Regions from separate parts of the Mus musculus genome. Here region 2 is linked to region 1. A link is a contact called in public Hi-C data. All regions are on one chromosome and are shown on one strand. Each heading gives the region's core, a stretch centred on a gene start, on an enhancer-like site or on the middle of the called end of the contact. The rest is flanking DNA. Distances are from core to core; before and after follow the strand shown.

The links. Hi-C and Micro-C count contacts between places; a contact is called where the count stands out from the background.
Region 2: a Hi-C map of cerebellum shows a contact between it and region 1, with 2.0 times the contacts expected there. The contact joins two enhancer-like sites. A contact is called at or near these places in 9 of 484 Hi-C or Micro-C datasets (the C2C12 cell line, the MNK3 cell line, the N1E-115 cell line and 6 more) and 3 of 115 datasets of contacts at active chromatin or transcription factors (bone marrow-derived dendritic cells, differentiating embryonic stem cells and pancreatic cancer cells).

Annotation. Positions count from the first base shown.
Region 1 is chr1:64,441,525-64,448,716 of GRCm38.p6, reverse strand. No RefSeq gene overlaps it. Among named protein-coding and RNA genes, the nearest start is that of Gm36148, 72 kb to the left of the region's middle. Within about 2 kb of position 2,491, at least 161 of the 459 cell types and tissues checked have an H3K27ac peak or open chromatin away from gene starts, as enhancers often do. A contact at or near this core is called in cerebellar granule neurons and cerebellum, where this site is marked.
Region 2 is chr1:64,338,038-64,345,229 of GRCm38.p6, reverse strand. No RefSeq gene overlaps it. Among named protein-coding and RNA genes, the nearest start is that of Gm35803, 62 kb to the right of the region's middle. Within about 2 kb of position 4,014, at least 15 of the 459 cell types and tissues checked have an H3K27ac peak or open chromatin away from gene starts, as enhancers often do. A contact at or near this core is called in cerebellar granule neurons and cerebellum, where this site is marked.

The DNA of each region.
Region 1 (7,192 bases), core at 1,242-3,741:
AACAACCACAGACCGTTACGTTTACCTAACTGTTTATGAACTGGTCTTGCGTTTACTTCACATGTACAAATGCTTTTCCTTGGAACGGAAGACAGTCACTTCTGCCAGATCCTGTTCATTTGAGAGTTCTTCTGAGCTTATCGCCATGGGAAAAACATTTCTTCCTCCAAGGATCTGAGTTCTGAAAGTTCAGGGGCCCAGTAATGCCATGATTTAATATCCAGTAATTTCTTCTGCCCTCCTGTAAAACCTATGTAAAATGGTAAATCCTAAATCCGTATTGAAACGTAAAGATGGTGTTGTGCTATGTGCATATTTTCCTTTGTGTGCTTATGCTACACAAAATGGATGCAATATTCTATGAAATACTTTTGGAAAACGAGATTTTAAACAAAATCATGCTATTAGAAGGTTGACCACGAGAGGGCAGCATTGTCTACACAAATCTGAATCACAGGCCAATGCCAAGGTTGTATGGCTTAGCCACCATTTGGTTTCAAATACGTGGGAAAAAAAATATTAGCAGCAGCATTATTTATGCTTACATTTGCATTCTTTTCAATAAGGAACTTAGGTCTCTAGGTCTGGCTCACCATTAGGACAAGTCTAATTCTGTCTATATAACAACATCTATTTTCCTCCCCCACTGTGTTTTTTTCTCTTTTCCAAGCAAGCTTCTTTCATATTCTGCAGACAATGTCTGTAGCTTTATTATTTGTTTTAAGAATATGATAACGCTCTTTTATGATCCAGCCATATGTGTGTGTGTCTGTGTGTGAGTGCACGCACACTCATGGATGAGGGTGTAGGTGTTATGCACATAGAAGTCAATCTTGGGTGTTGTTTGACATTTCCCACCTTGGCATCTGTCTGTCTGTCTATACATGTATGTATGTGGTATATATGTATCTGTATATATGTCTATCTATCTTTCATCTACCTATGTATGTATGTATGTATGTATGTATGTAAGTTCTCTAGCACTAAGACTGTAAACAAGGTCCTTGTTTTTTCTTTTTCAATGTTCTTGATTTCTTTTTTACTTAGTCACTTTACATCCTGCTCACTGCCTTAGTCCCTCCTCGTACAATCCTTTCCCCCTTCTCCTCTGAGCAGTGAGTAAGGCCCCTGGGTATCCCCACCACCCTGGAACTTAAAGTCTCTGTGAGGCTAGGCACTTCCTCTCCCACTGAGGTGGCCCAGCCAGAAGAATATATCCCACACACAGGCAACAGCTTTTGGGATATGAACCACTCAACAAAGAACATACAGGGGCTGGACCTACACCTCCCTGTACATATGTAGCAGATGTGTAGCTTGGTCTTCATAAAGGTTCCTGCTTTTTATATGGGTTCTGGAGGTTGAATTCTGGCATTCTTGCTTGTCTCTCTGGTAAGCAATTTCCCAGTCTGAGCTGTCTCCCCAGGTGAAGCCCTTAGGCAGTCCAGTGCAGTGGACAGATGCAGGCCGGTGGCTGGCTGCCTTCTGAGGTAAGGCAGGTGTTACTACACTGCTCTTCTTTAGGGAACAGGAAGCAATACCAGCATTTACTTCATATGGTTCTTAGTGGGCCTGCTGTCTAGAAAGTGCACAATATAAATATTGCAGGGAGAGTGCTTTTCTTAAATTGAGAGGTAGACATTTAAAAATCTGGAGAACTTATATAAAAGCCTAACTTATATAAAAGTCACATGGCCAGTTTCTTTATTCACATTACTTGTCTGGTCCCTAGGGCCAGTTCTAGGCTCTTCTTCCCTTCCCCACTGGCTCCTCCCCATCTGAAGCCAAGGACAGTGAAGCCTGAGAGGTGGTGCGCAAGAACAGCTGTGGGTAGAAGTCAGCTGAACTCTTCCCCACCGCAAACTGTATAACAGGACTGACCGCTCTGGGTCCTAAGGACTCTGCAGATTCTCTTATCTGAGCAACGCAAAGCCCTTGGTACCACATTTTAATCTAATTTGTTTCTTTTGTCAGATTTCATCTTCAGGGAGAAGTCTTTGAGGGGCCGGGAGGGGCCATGTCCTATGGGACATTTGGTTTCATTCATTCCTAGGTGGCAGGTTGAAAGGGCAGGGCTGTTAAACTGTGAAGGACAGCTGCAGCCTGATGGGCAACAGGGGAAGGCCCTGGGGATCTCTCTCTCTCTCTCCCTCCCTCCCTCCCTCCCCCCTCCCTCCCTCCCTCCCTCCCTCCCTCCCTCCCTCCCTCCCTCCCTCCCTCCCTCCCTCCCTTTCCTCCTTTCTTAGCTCTGTCTGTCTTCCTATCCAGATACGTGAAGGCTTTTCTTATTTTCATTTTCAATCTAGAGAAGAAATCCGATTTCTGAGAAGGGTTCCAAATGTTATTTCCTCCTCACAGTAGGAGTCTCAGGAGAAAGCTTTGTGCCTAAGGGAGCCAGGAGAGCTTCGAAGCTTTCACCCACGTCTGGTGTTACCAAAGGAGGCTTGGATCGAGGGCTGCAGAGGCTGCGCTTGTTCCAAGTGCTCTCGTGGGGGCAGCAGCCGCTCAGAATGGCGCGGCCCTGTCACTGCCTATCTGCTCATTGAGAGGCAGAGCACATCAGAGGGCCTCTGCGAGGACACTTTGCAGACTATAAATCGGGGATGGAGGAGAGGCTTAATTAAATCAGTCCTGAGGTCACAGGAAGGGAAAGCCCCCTTCTCCCTCCCAGACTTGACCTGTTTCACGTAGCGTGGCAGCCAGAGAACCTCAAAATGTGTTAGCAGGAGTAATGTAAATGTGCTCAGAGGAGCCGGTTCCCAGCCCCATTGTAAGGAGAGAAATCCCATCTAGTCTGCAGACAAGGGAAGATTCTGACCTTCCAATTTAATCCTGTGAACTAAAACCAGAAGAAGACAGCCAGCGAGGCCAAATCGCTGTGTCGGATTGTGATGTTTTAGTACAGGCTTTCTTAAAACATCTTATTTCTAAAGATTCTTGTTATTTGAAGGGACTCTGGGCGGTGTGAGTGAATCCTCCGCCAGAACTGGGTGCAAAGGGTAAGCCATTGGCTGACACCTGTTTATGAGCGAGGCAGCCAGTTAGGACCTAGGGTCTCAAACAGGGTACCAGCCAAGAGGAGCCTGTCAGAAAGGAAAACATGGCTGCCAAGGACGAAGGGAACAGGCTATCGTGGCCTCTGGGCCTTCAGCCCGCTGTGCTGTGCAGGAAGGCTTGGCACACATCAATGGGTCTGCTCTAGTCTTCTCTCCGTGGCTCATGAGTTTGGGGAGTCACTGAGCACACCATGTCTGTCTGTCAACTGCCACTTCGGGTCACCCCTCTCTCTCTAGCCCTCCCCAAGTGTAAAGATAGGATGAGGTGACAGGAGGAAAGCCAGCAGAACATAAATATGGAGACGTCGTCCTTGGATGTGTGATCTTGGCTACATTTGGGACAAACAAACTAGAAGTACCTTTAACTTAGCCCAGCTGGTGTCCATGGTCCTTGAAACTGCAAGAGTGGCTGTATGGCCCACCCTAGGGCACATGGTCCCATGCGTGTCACCAGGTGACAGGAGTCTAGGCCTCTGAATCATCACCCAACCCACCATGTCCATAACTTATGGATCGCCTTCACTTTTCATTCATAATTTTCCTGTGATGCTCTATCCAGCAATTCACCCATACCAATACCATTAGTCTGTCACGTCTGTTAGCGAGATCCATTCTTAACTTAGCATGATACAGTGTGTGTGTGTGTGTGTGTGTGTGTGTGTGTGTGTGTGTGAGAGAGAGAGTAGTGAGTGTGTATGAGTATGTGTGATTGTGTCTGTATGAGAGTGTGTGAATATATGTGAGAGTGTGTGAGTATATGTGAGAGTGTGTGTGTGATTTTTTTCCCCCTTTCTGGAACTTGATGTATTTTCACTGTTCTCCAGTTTCCTTCAAATCAAAGAGGGCCAGAAAGACTAGGCAGTCGAACCATTCCCTCCTCCTTCTAGGAAGGTAGATCAGGGCAGGGAGAGGCTTTATGAAGGAATTAGAGAGGGGAGGGGAGGGGAGGTAAGGTAGAGGACAGAGTGGGGAGGTGAGGAAGGAGGCAGGAGAGAAGGAGAGGGAAAAGTAGGGAGGGAGGGAGAGAGAGAGAGAGCCCTCCCCCACCAATGCTAACACATTAATTGAGCCTGTGCAGATAGTGTGCACACAGTACAAGTGCCCCAGTCTTCTGGGACACCCAGTGCAGGCGTCACTGAGCTCTGACCTTACTCAAGCTTTGGCCCATTTCCATTTCCTGAAGTTCTTTTCTTCCTTAATAAACTCTCTCAGTTTCTATCCTCATCCGTGTATCCCTGATCCAACTCCTTTATCCAGGACACAGGGACCTTGGAAGTCCCAGCAGGTGCTGTCCGGATACCAATACACACCTGAAGCAGCTGTCTTTATCACTATGATGTCTCTAATGGACAGCAAACACGTGAGCAGGTTAGGAGTGGAGAAAGGTGTGTCCTAGGGGCCCTTGTGGGGCAGCGTTAGGGGGCAGGGCTTCACCTCCCATTGAGGAGTGGGTGAACTAGGCCTTTGACTTGGCAGTCAGTCTTCCAGCTGGCTAAGCCTTAGTTATCTCCACTGCAAAAGTCAAGCATCAGACTTGTCTGGCACTAAGGCTGGCTCCGGGGCACTCTAAACTCATGAGCTAAGATACAGCAGTCCACAATTTGAAAATCCGGTAGCATGCTTTTAAAGTTAATTTATGTAAACTACACAACAACAGCAACATTCTTCCTGTGATCCATATATTTATACCCCATTACCAATGCCATTATATATGAATAACTTATTAGATCCAATTTAAAAAAACAGCTAAGGGGAGAAGGATGAAGCGGGCAATGATTCTCCCAGGCTCATTCTGGTAAGCCAGCCATTTGCTTATCTCTTCAGGACTCAGGGTTGCCGCTAAGGCTGGGTCAGAGAAACCAGTAAATATTTTTAATGTGACAGAAAAATCAAAGCATTCTGCGCATCACATGCCGTTGTTACTCCCAGGTTTTATTTCCTTTCTTTTTTTTTAATTATTAGCTATAATATTTCTGACTTTATAGGGTGCAAGCATCCTGTGTGATCGCAAGCAAGGTGAGTGGCAGGTGGCGCCATCTGTGCCCTGCCACATCCTTGTGTGCCACTAGACAGTGCAGGGAGCTGACATGTCACGTTATTTTAAAACTGTCTATTTTTATCCATATGTTATCATACATATATTTTAGGTTAATGATGTACAGGGCTACAAAACTTCATCACTTCATACACTTTGCTTAAAAATTTAAAATTACATTTATTTATTTAGTGTGTATGTGTGTGTGTGCGTAAGTGTGTAAGAGCATAACTTAAGGGAGCAATTTCTCCTCTTTCCTTCTACTGTGTGGGTTCTGGGATTGAATTAGCCAGTTGGGCTTAACTTTTCTGAGCCACCTCACTGGCCCTGTATACATTCGTTTTTTTATTTTTTGTTTTGTTTTTTAACTTTGTGCATCTAGATCGGACTGCTAGCAAGTTTATTCTCTTCCTTTGAGCATATTAAGTAAAGGAAGTACACACACACACACACACACACACACACACGCCAGGCCAGGCCCATCTGCCATCCTTGTGGAAACCTAATAAAAGTAATGGCAAAGAGAGACAGGGTTTATTCAATTTGGTTTAGACCTGGGCAACATTAATTTCCTTGTCTCAATGCAGTCCATATCTTACAAGGGTTTGATAAAACTCAGCAAAGGCAGATAGAAACAGGGCCTGTAAGGGTCACTTAGTGAATATAGGGAGAGTTAAATTTTTAAAAAAGAAGACAAAGAAGAAGAAGAAAAAAAGAAATGAAAGAAAGAAACACAATCCTAGCTCATGTTATCCATTAGCTGGGTATATTATTGACCAAACTTATAGTCAGATAATGCAAACAATAACAAAGTTATTGATTTAGGAGATGTCAGGCAAATAGGTACTTATGATGCTGCTGATAAGCCCCGGGTCGCCCGCTGCAGCAGCGACAGAGGTTATTGATTTTGCAGTTGGTCATCTGTGGCTTCTAGCGGACATGTGATCTGTAGGCTGATTCTATATACAGAGGCAGAAGTGAGCTTGGGGGAGGAGTGGGAAAGAGGACGATGCCAAAATCACCTTGTGCAATGCCACTGAACTGTGATGACATTAAGAAGGGAGCTGGCATTGTCCCTAGGCTGTAGGATGTTTTGGGGGGCTGCACTTCCTCAGGATGTATCTCTTTCCCCCATGCCTGGATGGTTCATAGAGGAGCGGGTCCTCAGGCAGCTGGTACTGCCCTTGGAGCTGACCAGTAGGGGTCCAGAAGACAGATGAGACCTACAGACCCTCCCCACTGAACACCAAATGTATCACTCCTCCACAGCACATCTGCTCCCAAACCTGGGCCTTCCAGTTGGCAGGGAAATCTGGCCAGACGTATTATTATTGCTTCTCTCAGCATGTGGTCAGCCTGAGGCATTCATGGTTGATTGTCTAAATTTTAGATGTGAACCAGCAAAAACGCCATCTCTCTTAGCACTTTTAGTATTAGCCAATTATGTGGCTGTGAAGAAGATATAATAATATTCATTATTTTTTTGGATAGATTCGCAAGAAAAAGATGCTTGATGTCTGCCAAGGGTACCCAGTGATTGTTTGACATTCAAGTGAGAGAAAGAGAGAGAGGGGAAGCTAGTGTCTGGGTGGAGAGGATGAGGGTGGGGGCCTATTTGTTTCCTTCATAGATAATCTTGGAGATCATTTTCTGCTCTCATTTATGAGGGAACATCATCTCCAGTTCCTCTTCCTTCGAAATAGTATAGGAAGATAGATGTTATTTCCATAGGGTTGTGTTCCAGGAAGGAAGAGGGACTTTATCTTTTCATTCATTCATGGTTATCTTCCGAAGAGTTAGCGTGAGCCAGGCGCGTGCACAAAGGTGTATGGGGAAGCCAGAAGCAGCCCCAGATTGGTTTCCGTTTGAGAAGGCTAGAGTGGGGTGGGCGGCTTACAAGCTCAAGGAAGCCCGAGAGATGCTCTGTTTTTAGAGATTTAGATTGTTTCTTTTTTGTTTGTTTTTTGCTCTTGTAACTAAGGAGCTGGCCTCTTTTGGAGGCTGGGGCATATTGAGTGGGAGGACCCAGGTTGGTCCAAAAGGTATCAGTTAGGACCCAGGTCCTAACAACATTACAGATGTTGTTTTTGAGAGTTCTCTC
Region 2 (7,192 bases), core at 2,765-5,264, 110 kb after region 1:
TATTGAGAAATACGACTCCTATTCTTGATCAGCTTGGCCATCCTCATTTAAATGCTAGATGTTGCAAATGGCCATTCCTTTGACAGTTACATTTGAACTGAAAAAAAACAAGCAAGCAAACAAGCAAGCAAGCAAACAAATAAACAAACCTCACACTTTTTTACTGATGCGTGAAAGAAGATATTCTGAATGAACACAGGAGATGGAATTAGCATTTTCTGGGGGACAGTGTGGTAGGTACTGGTGAGAATAAAGAACAGATGTATCTAGTTAAGAGATGGGCCTCAGCAAGAAGCCCAGGCAGTAAGGTTTGAACTGATGTTGGAGGATAACGTGTTATGGAGATGGTGGAGGGCTGAAGGCATCAGAGACATCAGAAATATTGCAGTAAGAAAGGTCAAGCTGCTCAGTATGGGGAAAGAAATTAACGTGAAGAGAGTGTGGGAAATGAGGGCAGAAAGGAAGGCAGCTGGACCTGCTGGTGACTTTGTTTAGCTTCAGTGTCCAGACATAGAGCTGACCTTTGTGGGGCGGAGTTTTTAAATGAGATAGTGACCACTGAGTTAAGTCTTTCAATACACAGTCCCCAGCCCCCACATACATAAAGGTCTAACTGTACTTAAAATCAGCTATAGTTGTATGGAAAATAAGAAAATGAGCAACTATTCATGTCTGTTACAGTCCATGACCATAATAACACTGTGGGGTGTTATGGTGGAAGTCTTGATTATCTATAGGCCCCGATCAACAGATATTCCAAGGAGTGACTTGGTCATTGTTTTCATGGGCTTAAGCAAGGTCTAGAAGCAAAAAGGAAGAAGGTGGCTTTGTACCGGAGATTCATGTCTGTTTAGTTCCAGCTGGGGCCTTGACATTGATCTTCTGTCTCCTGGATCTGAAACAAATTCAGAAACCCAGTCCATTGGAATGAAAGCAAAAATAAGGGTGAGAAAGAGGCGAAATACAGAGAAGAACTCGCCTTAGTTCACTGAGAATTTCCCAGCAGGGCTTTTTTTTTTTTTAAGTAGAATGTATTCTCTTCTATTTCATTAATTTTGAAAAGAGGGCCACTGGAAATGACTTATCTGAGTAGCCCAAAGATTCAGATCAGCTAGTCAACTAATGGGAGGCAGGTCACCTTTTTCACAAGTAATGCATGAGGCAGATGATAGATACAAAGAGCTTTGCTAAGTCTGCTGATGTTTAGTGTCTGAGGGATTGACAGGTTTCAGTCAAATGAATAAAGATCCTTCCAATATAGTGATTTCCTGTGTTTTGGAAAATTAACTTCTGCGTGCTTTTTGCAAGTAATCTATTTTTCTGCTTTGACAAAGAAAAAAATAATAATGTGAGAGAAAGGTTGTTCTGTTCACATAATAGGAAGATGAGGATCTCTAGAGTGATACCATTTTACTGTTTCTCAATGACTGACCCCTCCTCCTTTATGGAAAAGAGACCTGTGACCTCATTTGCATTTCAAATATTCCTACAGTGGAATGGTGAAGATCAATGAATTGATTGTCAGAGAAACAGCATGAGTGACAAATTCCTTAGGAAAAGAAAGAAAGAAATACAAAGGAGGCAGGCAGTGAAGCCTTCCTGATTCAGGAGTAATTGAACAAAAAAGGTCTCAGCCCTACTCTTGGTCTCATTTTTTCTTTCTAAAATTAAATAATCTGAGTATAAGGAAGAGGGTGACCAAAGAGTATGGTTAAACATGTCCGCTGTGCATCGTGTGACACTTATATGTCACCCTACATACAGTTTTGTGACGGGTTTCATTTCCCCCCTTCTCTGGGGCTATTTGGAGAACTAATATGATGTAATAGAAGTAGGTTTTATTTGGAAGCAGAAAATCCATGTTCTTGACACAGGGCCTCAGCCATTCATAAGCTTATTTTCAAAGTAGTCAATGATATTTAGAGGATACTCCAGCCCATTGAAAGTCCTGTGTCTCCAACAAATTACCGAAGTATTAATTCCAAGCAGTCATTCAGAATGGTTGTTCTAAATGAATGAAAGTTCACTGAGGTGCATAGAGTTTGGGACTGGGTGACTTTTTATTTGACTAGCTACCTTAATCTTGCGGAGTGATGTTTTTATTTGTGAGTGGATTAGAATAAAGTTATTTTAAAGTAAAAATAGAATAATTGTTCCAAATATAAGTAATATAGAAGTATTAATCTTTATCAATCCTTAATATAGTTGAGCGTCTTGAAGAGCATCCCACCTGGGACATAAGCTGTCATGTGTGTGTGGAGGGGCTGATCCTTTTTCTACCAGCAGTTCATATCTCCCAGGAATAAGATTGAGTCAACCCTGAGGTTCTGGACAAAGGCAGAAGGGTCTCTGAATGGGATCAGGGACCCATGGATGTCACCTACTGACTTATAGCCACTTGAGTATTTTTGGTGGGATGGAACCTATTTTTATAGTTGAACTTTCCCCTTTCTTTTTTTCATTTCTCCCTACCCCCTGTTTCTACTAGAAAAAATACTTGGTGGGAGGAGTCAGCATAGTATTTTGGTTTAGCAGCTCTAGAGTATCAGGAATAGATTCTGATGGAAGAATGGATTCTCAGAGATCTCGTGAGTATAGCTGAGTAGAGACCTGAAACCTTGGGTCTTTGAGAGTTCCCACTGTTTAGGGACAACAAGGATACCACCATATTAACACTGTGAGGGGTCGCTGAAGTATGTAAGGTATAAATGCTTTTTAAAAAACTGCATGTGGCAAACACAGAAGTGGATGCTCACAGTCAGCTATTGGATGGAACACAGGGCCCCCAATGGAGGAGCTAGAGAAAGTACCCAAGGAGCTAAAGGGGTCTGCAACCCTATAGGTAGAACAACAATATGAACTAACCAGTACCCCCAGAGCTCGTGTCTCTAGCTGCATATGTAGCAGAAGGTGGCCTAGTTGGCCATCATTGGAAAGAGAGACCCTTTGGTATTGCAAACTTTATGTGTGTGCCCCAGTATAGGGGAACACCAGGGCCAAGAAGTAGGAGTGGGTGGGTAGGAGGGGGGGGGTATGGGGGATTTTCGGGATAGCATTTGAAATGTAAATGAAGAAAATACCTAATAAAAAATTGGAAAAAAATGGAAAAAAAACTGCATGTGGGGAAGGCTGTGTGTCGATGCTAAACAGTTAAAAGTGGATTGTAGTGGACACTTATCAATTGTTTGGACCCTTAGCATATGAAGTCTCTGGCTACATGTGAGCTATTTATAACCCTATGATCCTTGGAGGAAAGGGTAGAATCTCAACACTCTCCCAGTCTTCCTGAGGAAGGACACAGGCACATGACTTGGCCCTACCAGACTTATCCACTCAGAGCTGGAACCAGGCTAGGAGCATGAAGAAACGGGAGCCATAAGGACACCCTGTGACAGCAGCTGTCCACTCTCGAGAAGGAGCCTGGCAAAGCACTACTATTTGTAGCTTTGGAGATGGAAGCCGCAGTGTCTGCATGCAACGGTGTCTTCCGAGGCCCAGCTCTGACGCCTGAGTTCTTGGCTGAGCTGCAGCCTGGCTGTTTGGTCCTTCTGGTTAGTCTGTGAGTCACCCAAAAATATTAATAAATTATTTTTCTCTTTACATAAGCCCTAGTTGGAGCCCTTGGCTGCTGGAACCGAGTATTACAAGCTCTTATTATCCTTTTAAAAATCCATAGTTTTATTTGATAACATTCCAAAGAACATGGGATATGCAAGTAAGTTGTAAAATACACTCATCCACTGAAAGGCATTGTGCTCTTTCTTTCTACCCCGTCTGCTTTCCAGGAGATGAGTGCTTACACATTTTGAGTTCATTCCTTACTTGTTCTATCTTTTCAAAAAATCAATTTTTATCACATTACATATCCAGGCATGTCTGAACATTACTATTCATAGTTTTGTGTGCTTTGTAATTCATCAAAATAGTGTAAGTTTTGAAGGTAGTATTGAGATTGCCACTGTGTGTGTGTGTGTGTGTATGTGTGCTTGTGGGTTTGTATGTATGTGTGCTTATGTGTGTGTGTGTCTGTGCTTATGTGTATATACATCCATCATTTGGAAGCCAGAGAACAGTCTTGGGTCTCACTCCTCATGTGTTGTCATCATCGTTATCTTCATAGTCTTCCTCTTCCTCCTCCTTTTTGTCTTTTTTGAAACAGGATTTCTCAGTGACCTAGCACTTTCTAAGTGGGCTAACCAGTTCATCAGCAAGTTTTGGGGATTTGCTTGTCTTTCTCTCCCCAACACTGGGATTGCAAACACATACCACCTTGACTTTTTAAAAGGCAGGCTCTTGAGATCAAACTCAGGACCTCAGGCTTTTTAAGGCAAGCATTTTATCAACTGGCCTCTCTGCCCGGCCCAAATGCCATTTAAAGAATTATTACATTTATTTGTGTGTGTGAGAGAGTATGTATGCACCACTGTGCTATGGTAAGTGTGTGGAGATTAAAAAAAAACTTGAGGAACTTGGTTCTCTCTTTCTACTATGTAGGTCCCAGGGATTGAACTCAGATTGCCAGGGTTGACAGCAAGTGTCTTTGTCTACTGAACCATCTCAATGGCCCACTGTGATTAAAATTAAATAAATGTATAAATCTAAGTACCAAGAGAATGAACACACACACACGCACACACACTTTGATTTCTGAAATAGTCATAATGTATTGGGGCTGATAATTTTATCTATTATAAATTCCCTACTAGGATTGCTTATGACAATGCTAACAGAGCTGGAGAAGGGATACTTGCTTCAGGGGAGTCTTATGCTGCTATTCTATGGGCAGCAAAGGAAGAACTTTTGAGTTATTTGGGTGTTGAAAACTACTCTGATTGGTAGTTGTTAGTGACGTTTGTCAAGGAGGGCTTGGGGTCAAGTGCGGAGACAGTGGGGGAGGGCACCCTATCAATGAGGCTAGAAGGCGGTTCTTGTGTGTGTGATTGTGTGTGTGAGTATGTGTGTGTACATATGAACTTGTGTGTAGAGGTGTGATAGTGCAATGGGTGCAGCACCTCCAGTGAAGAGGAAAAAGCATTAGAATAAAGTATTTTTGAGTCACGTATTTAATTTCTCTAATACTCTTCAGAAAATTTGGGCTTTTTAAAATTAATTTTATGTATTTATTTACTGTGTAAATGGCATGTATACATGAAGTGTATGTACACATGTGTGTGCATTCTTATATGTGAATGTGGGTACCCATGTGCCAAGGTATGCAAGCATGTAGAGGTCAGAGACCAACCTTAGTGCATCAGTCTTTGTTTTCTACGTTGCTTGGGACAGCATCTTTCTTGTTTGTCTGCTGTGTATGCCAGGCTAGTGGCTGGTGAGTTTCTGGCTCTGCCTTCCATCTCCCCTAATGTAGCACTGGGATAAAAATACTGATGCTCTGAACATTGCATGGGTCCCAGGGATCCACAGTCAGGTCCCCACATTTCCATGGCCGGTGCTTCCACACAGGCCATCTCTCTCAAGCCTCAGAAGACTTTGTGTTTCAGATTAGCTTTGGACTTACAGGATAATGAGAAGATGGTTCCCTGTCTCTAGTCTCCAGTTACTGATTTCTCTGTCGTTAACACTTTACCATTAGTGTGGCACATTTGTTAACATTACTGGAGCAATGCTGTGTATTATTAACATCCAGTAATTCAGACTTCCGTAGTTTCTATTTCAGACCTTCTTTGTATTCTAGGCTCTTCTCCTGGGGACTTGTGTATCTCTGTTACAGTTGTTCTCAATAGGTCTGGTTTCTGCTTGGCTGGGGCAGTTACTCAGGCTTTCCTTATTGTTTGTGACCTTGCCAATTTTAAGGGCACTAGTGAGATACTTTGTAGGATAATCTTTCATGGAAATTCAATGTTTTCCTTATGATTAACCTGGAGGCTGTATGATTGGAGGAAGAACATGACAGGAAGTATCATTTTTCAGCATATCATCATCAATGGTATAGATCAAGGAATTGCCCTTTAAAGACATTTGTTTCTTAGATATTTATTTACTTATTTATTGGTCTGAAATGTAATTATGCCACAACTGAATTTGAGAGATGAAAGGCAACAAGGTTTATTCTAATCACAATGCACATAAAGGAAGTATTAGAAATGCTATTTTATTGTTGCTTTTGATGAAAACTGTCTAAAGGGCTTGCTGAACATCCCCCTACATTTCCTGGCCCAGCCCTCTCCTTTGGGCTTCTATTAGAATTTGAAGCCCATTCTTTACATACAGATTTAATTCCCATAATAAATATGTGATTCCTATAATAAACAATACATTTTTGTTCTCATTTTTCAAGAAGTAAATGGTCATAAGTTTAAATAACGTGCCTAAGATTACTCAACCAGCAAACATTGCGGTTAGAGCTTCCCACATGCCTGCTAGGATTGTCATGATAAAACCCACAAAAGAAAATGGCCTAATCCGCCCAGAGTCATTCTCTCTGAAGTCTGAAGACCGGAAGTCTCAGATCAAAGAGGTCAACCGAGTTGTTCTTCCTCTGAACGGCCTGAGAAGGGCTCTGCTGAAGGCCTTGCTCTTGGAGTGACAATTTCTTGGCCCTGGGTGCGGGACTCCATGCTCACAGGGAGTCCTGCGCATACTCGCCTCTCTTCCCTGTTCCTCATTTTAATGCTTAGGGCTTTCAGAAACACCCCCTCGGAGTTTCTCCTTAGCATTTCGCTGGGTTCTCTCAGAGGTCTAGCCCAAGATGCGAGCATCCCCAATTTCAGGCTCTCAAGTCCATGTCTTCTCTGCACCTTGCATTCTGCAAAGATTCAATCGCTCTGAATTGCTCCGCTGACTGACTTCCTTTAAAACGGCAGAGCCATTAACTCCGGTAAATTTGTTCTACTTGGGAAGGGCGGGCTGCAATCATCAGGAGTAAAAGCCGCGCGGCTTATTGGTCTGAAAAGGTGTTTAGCAGCTACAAACAAACCCTGGAATAATGGGATCAGCAGTCCTTAGGTCTCCAGATGTAAAGGGGACATTTTATTCAGCATCCATTCATTTAATCAACCAGCCATGACTGGGTGGTCTATCTAGTTCTGAAACTGAGGCTGCTGTCCTTCCTCTTAAGGCTTCCTTTAATAATTATTCTGTTATTGACACATCACTGACCCGGGCATGACTAATGGTTTAGTATTACCGAGAGACGCGGCTAAAGGCCACCTGGGAGGGGCTGTGGAGTGGAGCT